2 separate regions of the Sus scrofa genome follow, and region 1 is linked to region 2. A link is a contact called in public Hi-C data. All regions are on one chromosome and are shown on one strand. Each heading gives the region's core, a stretch centred on a gene start, on an enhancer-like site or on the middle of the called end of the contact. The rest is flanking DNA. Distances are from core to core; before and after follow the strand shown. Region 1 has its middle 140 kb from the start of GATA6. Region 2 has its middle 72 kb from the start of MIR133A-2.

Region 1 (5,194 bases), core at 2,170-4,669, 350 kb before region 2:
AGCATTTTGAATTCACCTGCGCAGCCCAAAGCAGGAGGAATCCAACACCCTTCTTCTCAAACCCCGAGACGGCTTTGTTCCTCTTTAGGGCACCAAGGCTCTTAATCACACACAGGCTTTCTGCACCAGTCCTGCACGCACACTGAGCTACCTTTTGGGACCTGTCAGCAAGATGGACTCCAAACCTGGCCAGGGGCTTGCTTCTTTCTGTAGCGTGATGCCTTCACAGCCCTTCCAGGGGAGTAAAATTCCAGGCAGTCCAGCTCCCCCTGAGGTCAGGGAACCCGAGGAAAAGCTGTTTCAGGATTAAGTAAATTGCATTCAAAAGAAACCCATGTGGCTTCCTACAGTTGGTATCACTCCAGAGAACCATTATCCAAGCCTCTTTGATGAGCCTGAATTTCCCAAACTTAGAGTTGGTTTAGGTGACTGATGACAGACCCACAGAGCTGGACCGACTCTGTGCGCAGACGGGACCTGAGATATGGAGCAATAACAGTCAGTCAAAGGGCACCTTTCACATCAGATTCGACGTACATATCCGTCTCTTTATTTTTAAGATGTAAGTACTTAGAAAGTTCTTTTCCAAAAAATATGTGGACTGGCTATCCTCGAAGAATGGGAAGATTTACACAGGATGCTCCCCAAATGATTTCATCTGTTGAAAATACTGTTTAAAAGCCTGGTCGTGGAAGATCCAGCTCTCTTCAATTTGCCAAACACCCGATTCTCATTCTAGAGAACTTCATTCTTCTGGCTTTTGAGAAGGAAAATGCCTACCTCAGGAACTACAGTGTTAACAGATCCTCCTTGTAAGTGAATGTTTAATGAACTGTAAAACCCATCATAAAACACTTCATATGGCTTTAGTTACTCCACGAGCCAAACTATGCCTGAGGCATACAAAACTATACCTTGCTCATCTTTTCAGATGCCATAGAAACCTCTGTTGAGAGTGCTCCTTTTTTTCCCATCCTGGGGCTTTTCTTTTTTTAACCTCTCTTTTTGGTTAATCTGATTGCATCTCTCTTCCTAGAGGAGACTGGTTCTGAACCACTTTCAAAAGTGTGTTTGTGGCATCTGAAAGTGCCGTACCTCCCACACTCCAGTGCTAAAGTTTGAAAGAATACATCATTTCGAGTTTGATGTATATCCAAAGCTGAGAACACAATGCAAGGGAGTGTTTGCCATATTTCACTCCACAGTGGAGTCACAGTTTTTCCTTAGACATGGTTTTAGCATAAAGTAAATTGTATTTCCAGGATTGCTGCCAAATACAACAAAACAAATAATGATGACCAAAAACAGCAAAATGTGAGTGGACCAGAAGTGATGATGTTTCATGAGGAAATCCCACAAATGTTTTAAAGATGCTTTGGATTTACTTGAAGATTAATTAATTAAACTAGGTTGGCAAAGTCCCAACATAGAGGACTCTACTAGGAGAGAATTCAGTAGAAACTCAACAAAGAGGCAAGTAATGATTTGATGCTCCTTAATGGAAATGATGTGTTGCACCTCAACAATTAGCGATTCTGAAAACGAATCGCAGACTAGTTTGTGTATTTTTCATATCAGCTAAATACTTCATAGTAGCTATTGTCCAGATATTCTAAGTTACCTTACTCCATTTCTTTTTCTGCTTTTTTTTTTTTTTTTTTTTTTGCTTTTTTGGCCCACACCCATGGCACATGGAGGTTCCCAGGCTAGGGGTCAAATCGGAGCTACAGCTGCTGGCCACAGCCACAGCCACAGCAACACAGGATCCAAGCCGCATCTGCGACCTACACAACAGCTCACAGCAATGCCGGATCCTTAACCCAAAGAGCGAGGCCAGGGATCAAACCTGCGTTCTCATGGATGCTTGTCAGATTTGTTAACTGCTGAGCCATGATGGGAACTCCTCCATTTCTGCATGACATGGATTTCTAGCAAATCATCATCACATCAGCATCAAATGATTCATAAAACATCCTATGTCTCCTTAACATTCTTCAGCTGAGTGTTGTGGGGGGCATGGAACTAACATTTACTCCATAAAGGAATTTCGCTGGGCTGTTCCAGGATTTTCTCAGGTAATCCTCACAACAACACTGTGAGATAGGTCCCATGATCTCTCTTTTACATTTACAGAATTGAAGTTCTGAAAAGGTAGTTATTCAAGCTGGAGTGTGTTGTAGGTTTCAGAAGCGTAAAGGAGACAAATCGGTGACTCTAGAAGAGTATTGCTCCATATGTCCTACTTTACTTCTTTCGAGCAATGCAAGTGGAGGCATTGGATTGGTGTAGTTAAAACTGCTTTAGACCAGCAGCTTCAGACGCAGTGGCGCTCTGGGACGGAGGCACTCGATCTCAGCCTGACAAGCATTTCATCTTTACTGGTGTGGTTGGTGCTTGGCCAAAATGCGAGAGAAAAGATATTACACAGTCCTATAATATGGTATAAAATCACCAAATCAGGAGTTCTCTTGTGACCCACGGCGGCTTAGTTCATGGTTATGTCACGGGTTCCACAGGTTCCATCCTTGGCCGGGGAAGATCCACATGCCGCAGGCATGGCCAAAAAAAAAAAAAAAAAACAAAGAAAAAAAATCACTGAATCAATTCACTTCTTTTTTTTAAACCGAGGTAAAATTCACATAACATAAAATTGACCATTTTAACCATTTTAAAGCGTACAATCTGGCAGCTTCTAGTGCATTCATAACATTGTACAAAAAGCCCTTCCTTCTCCTTAATCCTTCAGGGGAATTGTCTCGGCCTGGTGCTGCTATATCTTTAATGACCCTAATATTTTACCATCTCCCTCTTTAGGGAAAGCAAGCTTAGAGTCTCTGATAAATAAGTATACAATTAGAATTTGATAACATAAATGTGGTGTTTTATTTATATTTATCTTTTATTCACCCTGAATTTCTATTTATGTAGTAGCAAAATTTCCTTATTAAATAAATATTTTAAGTAAAATGGTGAGTTACTTTTAAGGAAATTTTTAGGTAAATAATTAGCATTAGTGGTACATAATATGGTACGTAAACAAATAAACAATAAACAAACAAAAAACCCACAAAGGAATGAATGACTAAAATTCCAGAACCCACTCGCCTGGCGTTTGGATGGAAAGTGACAGGGGGATGAGGCGACAGGCGTTTAGAGGAGAAGGACAGGCAGAATGAAACAACCCGTCAAACGGTCACAGGGATGCGTGGACTTGGGAAGAGGGGCTCACAGTAGATTCTGGAAGGTAGGCTGGGCCTGAGTCTTCTTTCCTGCCAGTCCATGGGCCCAGCCTGCCTTCTACCAGGGTTCTGAAGGCTTAGTGATCCTGGCATTGTCTCCACTCTCTGACGGGCAGGAAAATACCCCGCCTCCGAGCAGAAGCAGACCCACTCTCAGCAGGGGCAGGAACACAAAGGACGGTCAACCAGGAGGGCTTGTCTCCGTGAAGAAAGGAGGCTGGGAGACGGGCTAAGAGGCTGGACCACAGAGGAACAGCGGCAGCCATGATGCAGGCAAACTTTCCAGTCTTTCGGAGACTCCAGAGGCCAGGGACTCGAGAAGGTTTGTCCTTTTGCCCTCCAGCTTGTTCAGATGAAGGCTGTGGTTACAGCACGTGTGGGAGTGGACCTGTATGATGGGTTGTCTTCCCTCCCTAAGATCTGCTCGCCGGACCCATTGGAGCAGGAAACTGACTGCATGCCTCAGAAGTGAGGTTCTGCTGCTGGAAGATTCTTCCCCAACTACAAATCTGTTTCTAATGATTCACCATTTGTAAATGGAACTCCCATCCCAGGCTCTTCATTAGTAAGAGGTTATCAAGAAGAAAAATGGGGCACCCATCTGGAGATAAAAACCCCTGATGCCTAACAGATTTTCAGGAAGACTTCCAGCCCCCCTAGATTTGAAGACAATGTGTGTACAGACATACATGCAGACACACACATGAACACACACACACACACACACACACAGAGCTAGCCTTAACCAGAATATTCATTTATTCTAGGTACCCTACATATACTAGCCTATCCACTACATGAAAGACAAGTCCCTCCTCGGAGTTTCCTGGTGGCTCAGTAGGTTAAGGATCTGGTGTTGTCATTGCTATAGAGCAGGTTTGACCCCTGGCCCTGCAACTTCTACGTACCACAGGCACAGCCAAACAAACAAACAAAAAAAGACAAAACTCCTCCTTTGAAAAAGTGCAAATAATATAAAAGAATCAGTACATTAAGCCACCAGTGCTATACAAATTGGTCTAACACCATGTAAGGCAGTGCCTTTCACTGACAACTAGGAGTGATCAGATACACAGGAAAATGAGAGTTTGATCCCTAGAAACCGCATTTGCCCCACTTACTGCCACATTCCTCTTTTCCTTCCCGCAAAATTTGTCTCAGGAGCTGCTCGTGGTCCCTCAGCCACATCCTCATCCTCGGACTCAGCCCTACCTGGCAAAGTCACCCGAGCCTTCACATTGTCAAGCCCAACCGCCACTTCCCTGCCTTCCTCCTCCTCGATTCTTGGCAGCTTCTGTCACAGCTGAACTCTCTGACTTGAAACGCTCTCTTATCTCAGCTTCTGTAACATTAAACTCTTCTGATTTTCATCCAACCTCACTGGCCACGCCTTCCCCATCTCCTACCCCCTCTGCACTGCCTTTGAAAAGCGGGAGAATCCGGGGCCACAGCTCGGCAGCCTTTCCCTGGGTGAGCCCCCCAAGGCGGGGTGGGGAGGGCACTGAATACCACCTCTAGGCTGACAACTCCAAATTTATATCTCTAGTCTTGACCCCTCTCTGGGGTTCTGAACTCAAATATCCAACTATCTCCTTGCTGGCTCTACTTGTGTGTCTACCAGGCATCTCAACCTTAATCTGTCCTCAGCAGAACTTTGATTTCTCCTCCCATACTCTCTGTCTGTCTTTCCCTTCTCAAAAATGACACCAGGGGTTCCTTCTTGGCTCAGCAGAAATGAATCTGACTAGCATCCATAAGGAGGTAGGTTCGATCCCTGGCCTCGCTCAGTGAGTTAAGGATCTAGCATTGCTGTGAGCTGGGGTGTAGCTCGCAGACCCGGCTCGGATCTGACATTGCTGTGGCTGTGGTGTAGGCCGGCAGTTGTAGTTCCGATTGGACCCCTAGCCTGGGAACCTCCAAATGCCACGGTACAGCCCTAAAAAGACCAAAAAAAA
Region 2 (5,623 bases), core at 2,306-4,805:
CGATGGACCAATTTCAGGAGCCAAAAGAACAAAAACCCACGGAACTTAGTAATCCTGCAACAACCCCCCAAAAAGCAAACTCCAAGTATTATCAAGGGTCAGGTCCAGGCGTGGAGACACTCCAGACTCTTTCTGTGTGTGGAATTCCCACTGAGACCTTCAGCCATCCTCACTGGGGTTTCAGACTGTAATGTCTTACAGATTTCAGGGCTGGCCTTTGACAGCTCTGACATATCTGAACTAAGGCTAACCTCAGCTAGTGACTTGAAAGCCTGATAAGTTATACTGTACCTGTCAAAGCCTCTCTCCACTGAGATTCTCTCTCCTCCAAAGGGCCGACAACAACAAAAAAAGGATGATGATGAAAATGTACCTTCATTTGACTGGCATAACCTCCTCTGCATATTATCACTGCTGTTCTATTATTCTAAACCTTAATTCATAAAAGAAAATAGAGACCACTTAGCGGAGGAGAAAATATATCAACTCAGTCTCTTCCAACCCTCTAAGCATTGCTGGCCTGTCTAGGAACATCAATTCCAGTTTTGAGCTGGGTTAGGAGAGATAGAAGGCCAAATCCACACGGTCAAGAAATGAGACGTGTCAATATCCCCCTCCAAAAATTCAAGGTCTATCTCATAGACCCCACAGTGGAAAGTCATCCCTGCACTAGTCATCCTCTGTCCCCACAAAAGGTAACTGCAAACACTCATCCCAGTCCCTAATATCACCCTGGTCACTGTGACACTGGGGCCCGAGTCAGTCCCGAGCACGGAACCCAGAGGGAGCCAGGGGGAATTTTGCTCCAAAGACCCCGGAAGAAAGGAAAACCCGCCTCTCCACTCCTCTGTCCCCAGGCCTGACTAGTGATGAGGTTTTACCTTAGACCATGGAACATTTAGGAAATGAAAGACTTAGCCAGATTTATAAAAGTAAAGACTTTGGGAAAAGCAATACATCATGAAGAACCCCAAATCATAAACAATTTCTACCCTTTGCTAGCTCTGTGCTGTTATAAGTCCTTGAAAAGGTACTTTTCACCTTTTTTGTCACAATTCTTTACTGTGACAAAATGGGAAAGCTATGTCTTCCTTTCAAGAGTATTGAAAAGGAATTAATTTAAAGCACCATCATACTGTAAGAATTGCATAAATGTCAAATCACGAAGAATACTGTAAATGATTTATTTCTCATCAAATAAAGTAACCCCAGCTAGACAACTAAAAAAAAAAAAGACTTGAAAGAGGGTTTTGGTCTAGGTTGGCACAAATGCATCAATGTGCCTGGGACCTGGGCCTGCAGGACACATTCCTGCACTCTAGACCCTTCGACTCAGGACACTCCACTTTCACAACGATATTTTGTTTATTACAGGAATATATTCTCCTTTTTAAATTTAAACAGGGAGTTCCCTGATGGTTTACTGGTCAGGACACAGCATTTTCACCACTGTGATCTGGGTTCATTCTCTGGTCTGAGCACAGATCCTACATCAGACTACTGCATGCCACAGACAAAAAATAAAATTAAATAAAAATTTAAATTTAAACAAAAAAGCTTTTAAAAGCACCTCCTGCCCCTTTGTCCCTACTCCTGCTCCCATTCCTATTTTCCTTTTTTTTTCTTTTTTTTTTTTTTTTTTTCTGGCCATACCCACAGCATGAGGAAATTCCAGGGCCAGGGGTAGAACCCATGCCACAGCAGCAACCTGAGCCACAGCAGTGACAACTACCAGGTCCTTAACCTGCTGAGCTATCAGGGAACTCCTCCCATCCCTATTTTCTACCAGCCCTACTTGTCTTCCTTAATGTAACTCCTCTTAGCTAAGCTGTGTGTCCTGATGGGCAGTGTTCAGGGCATTTAGTTGTATGTGTGTATATAGTGTCAGACTTTTAAATATACAATTTCTTACTCAAGGATTAAAGCATTTGACCTGAGGCACTTAGATATTGATGTGAACCTCTAGATTAAACTTTAATCTCTTCAGCTGGCTTGTGCCCTTTACAAGGTAGAAGCTAACTCCTCAGTAATTGCAAAAGAAATCAGTACTGTGGTTAACTCTCAGTTACCTGAAGACTCATTTTCCAGTCTGGTAACTCCTGGGCCCTCTCTGCTTTTCCAACTCTGCTTGGGTACCATATTTGGCTATTTTCCCTTTCATTAGCACCTCAGACAGAAAGCAAACTGATTAGATTAAAAAGACTTTTTGAGTATAACAGTTGTTACTTGTGACACTTTTCTTCAGTGCATTCAAAAGCAGAGAACTTGGGGAGTTCCCTTTGTGGCTCAGCGGTCACAAGCCCAACTAGTATCTGTGAGGATGTGGGTTCGATCCCTGGCCTCGCTCAGTGGGTTAAAGATCTGGCATTGCTGTGAGCTGTAGTGTAGGCCAGCAGCTGTAGCTCCAATTCGACCGCTAGCCTGGGGGAACTTCCATATGCCGCAGTTGCAGCCATTAAAAAAAAAAAAGCAAGAGAGAACTCGGAAATTAAATTTTTAAAAAACAGAGAATTTGGAAATTATTTTTCCTCTGATTGCCTAAAATGAGATTTGAGTTTATCGGCAAATTCTACCTACTCACGCCCTGGACACCCCTCCCCCACTGCCCAAAAGCTGGGACAATCATGGTTTGGCTTTGGCTGAGATTTATAGGGGAATGTATCTGGATTTCCCTCTCTACCCTGGTCTGCTAATGTCCAGTTGGCTGCCGTTCAGGGCAAGGTGCCAGGCCTATATTTTGGGGAAGGATCCTTCAGAGAGATAGGGGCGGATGTGATTTGGCCGCTATGTGAGATCTGGCATGTGACTTTATGTGCTTCGGTGTTATGTTTCCCAAATTCAGCACATGCACTTAGAAGGCTGCTCATCATCATCACAGAATATCTAGGCAGCAACCTCTTGGCACCAGAGTGCATTCGGAATGTCTTTTTAAAATACTATTTGAGTGAGAGGCCCGGGAAATGCACAATGGCATGGCACTGCATGGTACTGACCTGTTATGCTGATGTGGGCGTTTCCTGGGAAATTTTAAGATATTTCCCTGTTTCTGACAATCTGAAAGAACTCTGGAAAGACATGGAATCCATTTTATAATTGTTTTCATTTATTCCGTGAAAACAATGGCAAGTGCTAATTTGAAATTAAACATGACAGAAAAAGAAAGGAATATTAGAACGCTGCCTTCCCTCTCTTAGACAATTCGCAAACAAGGGTGAAGAATGTTTTTGAATCACTCTTCTGAGCAAAACTGTCTTGCCCATGGCTTCCAAGTGTTTTCAGGAATACTTTCCCCCACCAAGCTGGGGTTTCAAATTTGTGATGATAGATTCTGGCAGCAGGTTTTTGGAAAACATATCTCTATACCATGTGAAACTCCAGCTCTTCATTTAGCTGAGCACGCTGTTACTTTGCTGTCATCAGAAAAGACACCGGTGTATCACTTAAGAGAATAGCAGAGTCCCAAATAATTTTTAAGGGATGGATGTCAAACACCTGGTGTCAGTTTTGTAGGAAGAAGTCAGCAAAAATAGAGCAGGCATGGCCCCTTGTCCCTTAAAACCATCAAGTGGCCGGCCAAGTTAAAGGTGTATTGGTGATGTATATGGTTCATCTTCTGATTTTGGACAAAGAGTTTGATAAAGAAAAGTAATGCCACCCCATTGGGAGAATGGCTTCCTGAAGGCTGGATTTCCTCCTTGGAAAATCAAAAAAAGGGGAGCAGGCTGATGACCTCAAAGGCTTCTTCAGACCAAGAATTCTTAGCCTGCTGGTAGGGTTCTGTCTATGTCCTTTTCCCCAGCAAGAACATTATTAGAGGATCAGGGTGGGGAGAAGCGCAGGGAAAATGACAGGCCAACATGTTTTCAAGGGCTTCATTTACTTTCCCCAATGTCTTGTCCTCACACAGAGCCCAGCCAAGTTCAGAGAAATTGGTTTGGGGAAACAAACACAACTTAGACATCACAATGTCATGTTAAAAAAAAAAAAAAAATGAGTAGTTCCCATTGTGGCTCAGTGGTTAACAAATCCAACTAGGAACCATGAGGTTGAGGGTTCAATCCCTGGCCTTGCTCAGTGGGTTGAGGATCCGGCGTTGCTGTGAGCTGTGGTGTAGGCTGCAGACATGGCTCGGATCCCGTGTTGCTGTGGCTCTGGCGCAGGCCGGCAACTACAGCTCCAATTGGACTCCTAGCCTAGGAACCTCCATATGCCGCGGAAGCAGCCCTAGAAAAGGCAAAAAGACAAAAAAAAAAGACAAGACAAGTCACTCCAGGTGTGGGTTTGCAGCATTTTAACCAACTGGTAACTCTGTTTTCCTTCTTCCTTATCAGGGCCCAAGTTACTAAGAAAACAGTTTATTTGACTAAAAATCATAAACGACAATAGGAATCTTGGTGCTGTGCAAATTAAATGAGATGTAAACTCTTAGCATGGTGATTGGCATTAGTAAATAATCGATAATTATTAGCGATTGTTGCATTGGTGACAACTTACTTTTGGTAATCTCCTTATGAAGCAGTTTCACATATTATTTCACTTAATCTGATCTTTCAACACGTGTTTAATGGATGCCTGCTAGGATGTGTCAGAATCTGTTCTGAGCACTGGGAATACAATCATGACCAAGATTGGCAGAGGCTGTGCCCTCACAGAATTTATGTTCTGGTTGGGGGAGAAAAACAGTGAACAAGGAAAAATGGTACAGTGAGGGGACCAGGGTAAGAAAGGGTGGGGACTGGTTGTTACACTCAGAGTCGTCGGGGAAGCCCTCTTTGGTGAGGAGACATTTGAGCAGATGCCTGAAGGAAGTGAGGGGTGAGCCCTGTGAATGTTCATGGGAAAGTCGTTGAAGGTGGAGGGAACAGCAGATGCAAGGCCCAGGGGTAGAAAAGTGGGTGGCATGTTTGGGAAAGAAAAAGGAGGCAGTGAGAGGCTGGGGTGGGAGGATGCCAGGGGCCTGGACCATGGAGGGATTCTGTTTTCTTTCCCAGGTTAGAGGCAAAGCCTTTGGAGGGTCCTAAGCACAGGAGGAAAGCAGGGCGAGGAGGCAAGGGGACAGAGCACTGAAACCAGGTCAGGGTGAGACTTGAGTCGCTCTGCCCATGCCTCCCCGGACAGACACATGACAAGAGAAGGTCGGATGTACTCATGACATTAGGAGACACCGGGCTAGATCCAGTTTTGAGTAAAAAATCTGGGGAGTTCTCATTGTGGCTCAGTGGGTTACAAATCCAACTAGTATCCATGAGGATGCAGGTTCAATCCCCAGCCCTGATCAGTAGGTTAAGGTCCTGTGTTGCCACAAGCTGCAGCATAAGTCACATATGTGTTTTGGATCCAGTGTTGCTGTGGCTGGGGTGTAGGGTGGCAGCTACAGCTCCAATTTGACCCCTAGTCTAGGAACCTCCATATGCTATGGGTGTGGCCCTAAAAAAAAAAAAAAAAGGAAGAAAAAGAAAGAAACCTGGGCGAGGGGTGGCAGTCACTAGATTCGGAAGACCATTTTGCAAAAATCAAAGCCTCTAACCAGTTCCCTGGAGAAGAAAAGTTGCTTGTGATCTGAGCTACCAACTGTGAGAGAGCCCCACAGCGAGGGTAGGGGACCCCATTAGAATCCCTTCAG

What was found. Hi-C and Micro-C count contacts between places; a contact is called where the count stands out from the background.
Region 1: a contact with region 2 is called in a Hi-C map of omental adipose tissue, with 1.9 times the contacts expected there. The contact joins two enhancer-like sites. A contact is called at or near these places in 2 of 47 Hi-C or Micro-C datasets (embryonic fibroblasts and omental adipose tissue).

Annotation. Positions count from the first base shown.
Region 1 is chr6:107,420,751-107,425,944 of Sscrofa11.1, reverse strand. No RefSeq gene overlaps it. Among named protein-coding and RNA genes, the nearest start is that of GATA6, 140 kb to the right of the region's middle. Within about 2 kb of position 3,419, at least 3 of the 83 cell types and tissues checked have an H3K27ac peak or open chromatin away from gene starts, as enhancers often do. A contact at or near this core is called in omental adipose tissue, where this site is marked.
Region 2 is chr6:107,067,788-107,073,410 of Sscrofa11.1, reverse strand. No RefSeq gene overlaps it. Among named protein-coding and RNA genes, the nearest start is that of MIR133A-2, 72 kb to the right of the region's middle. Within about 2 kb of position 3,555, at least 1 of the 83 cell types and tissues checked has an H3K27ac peak or open chromatin away from gene starts, as enhancers often do. A contact at or near this core is called in omental adipose tissue, where this site is marked.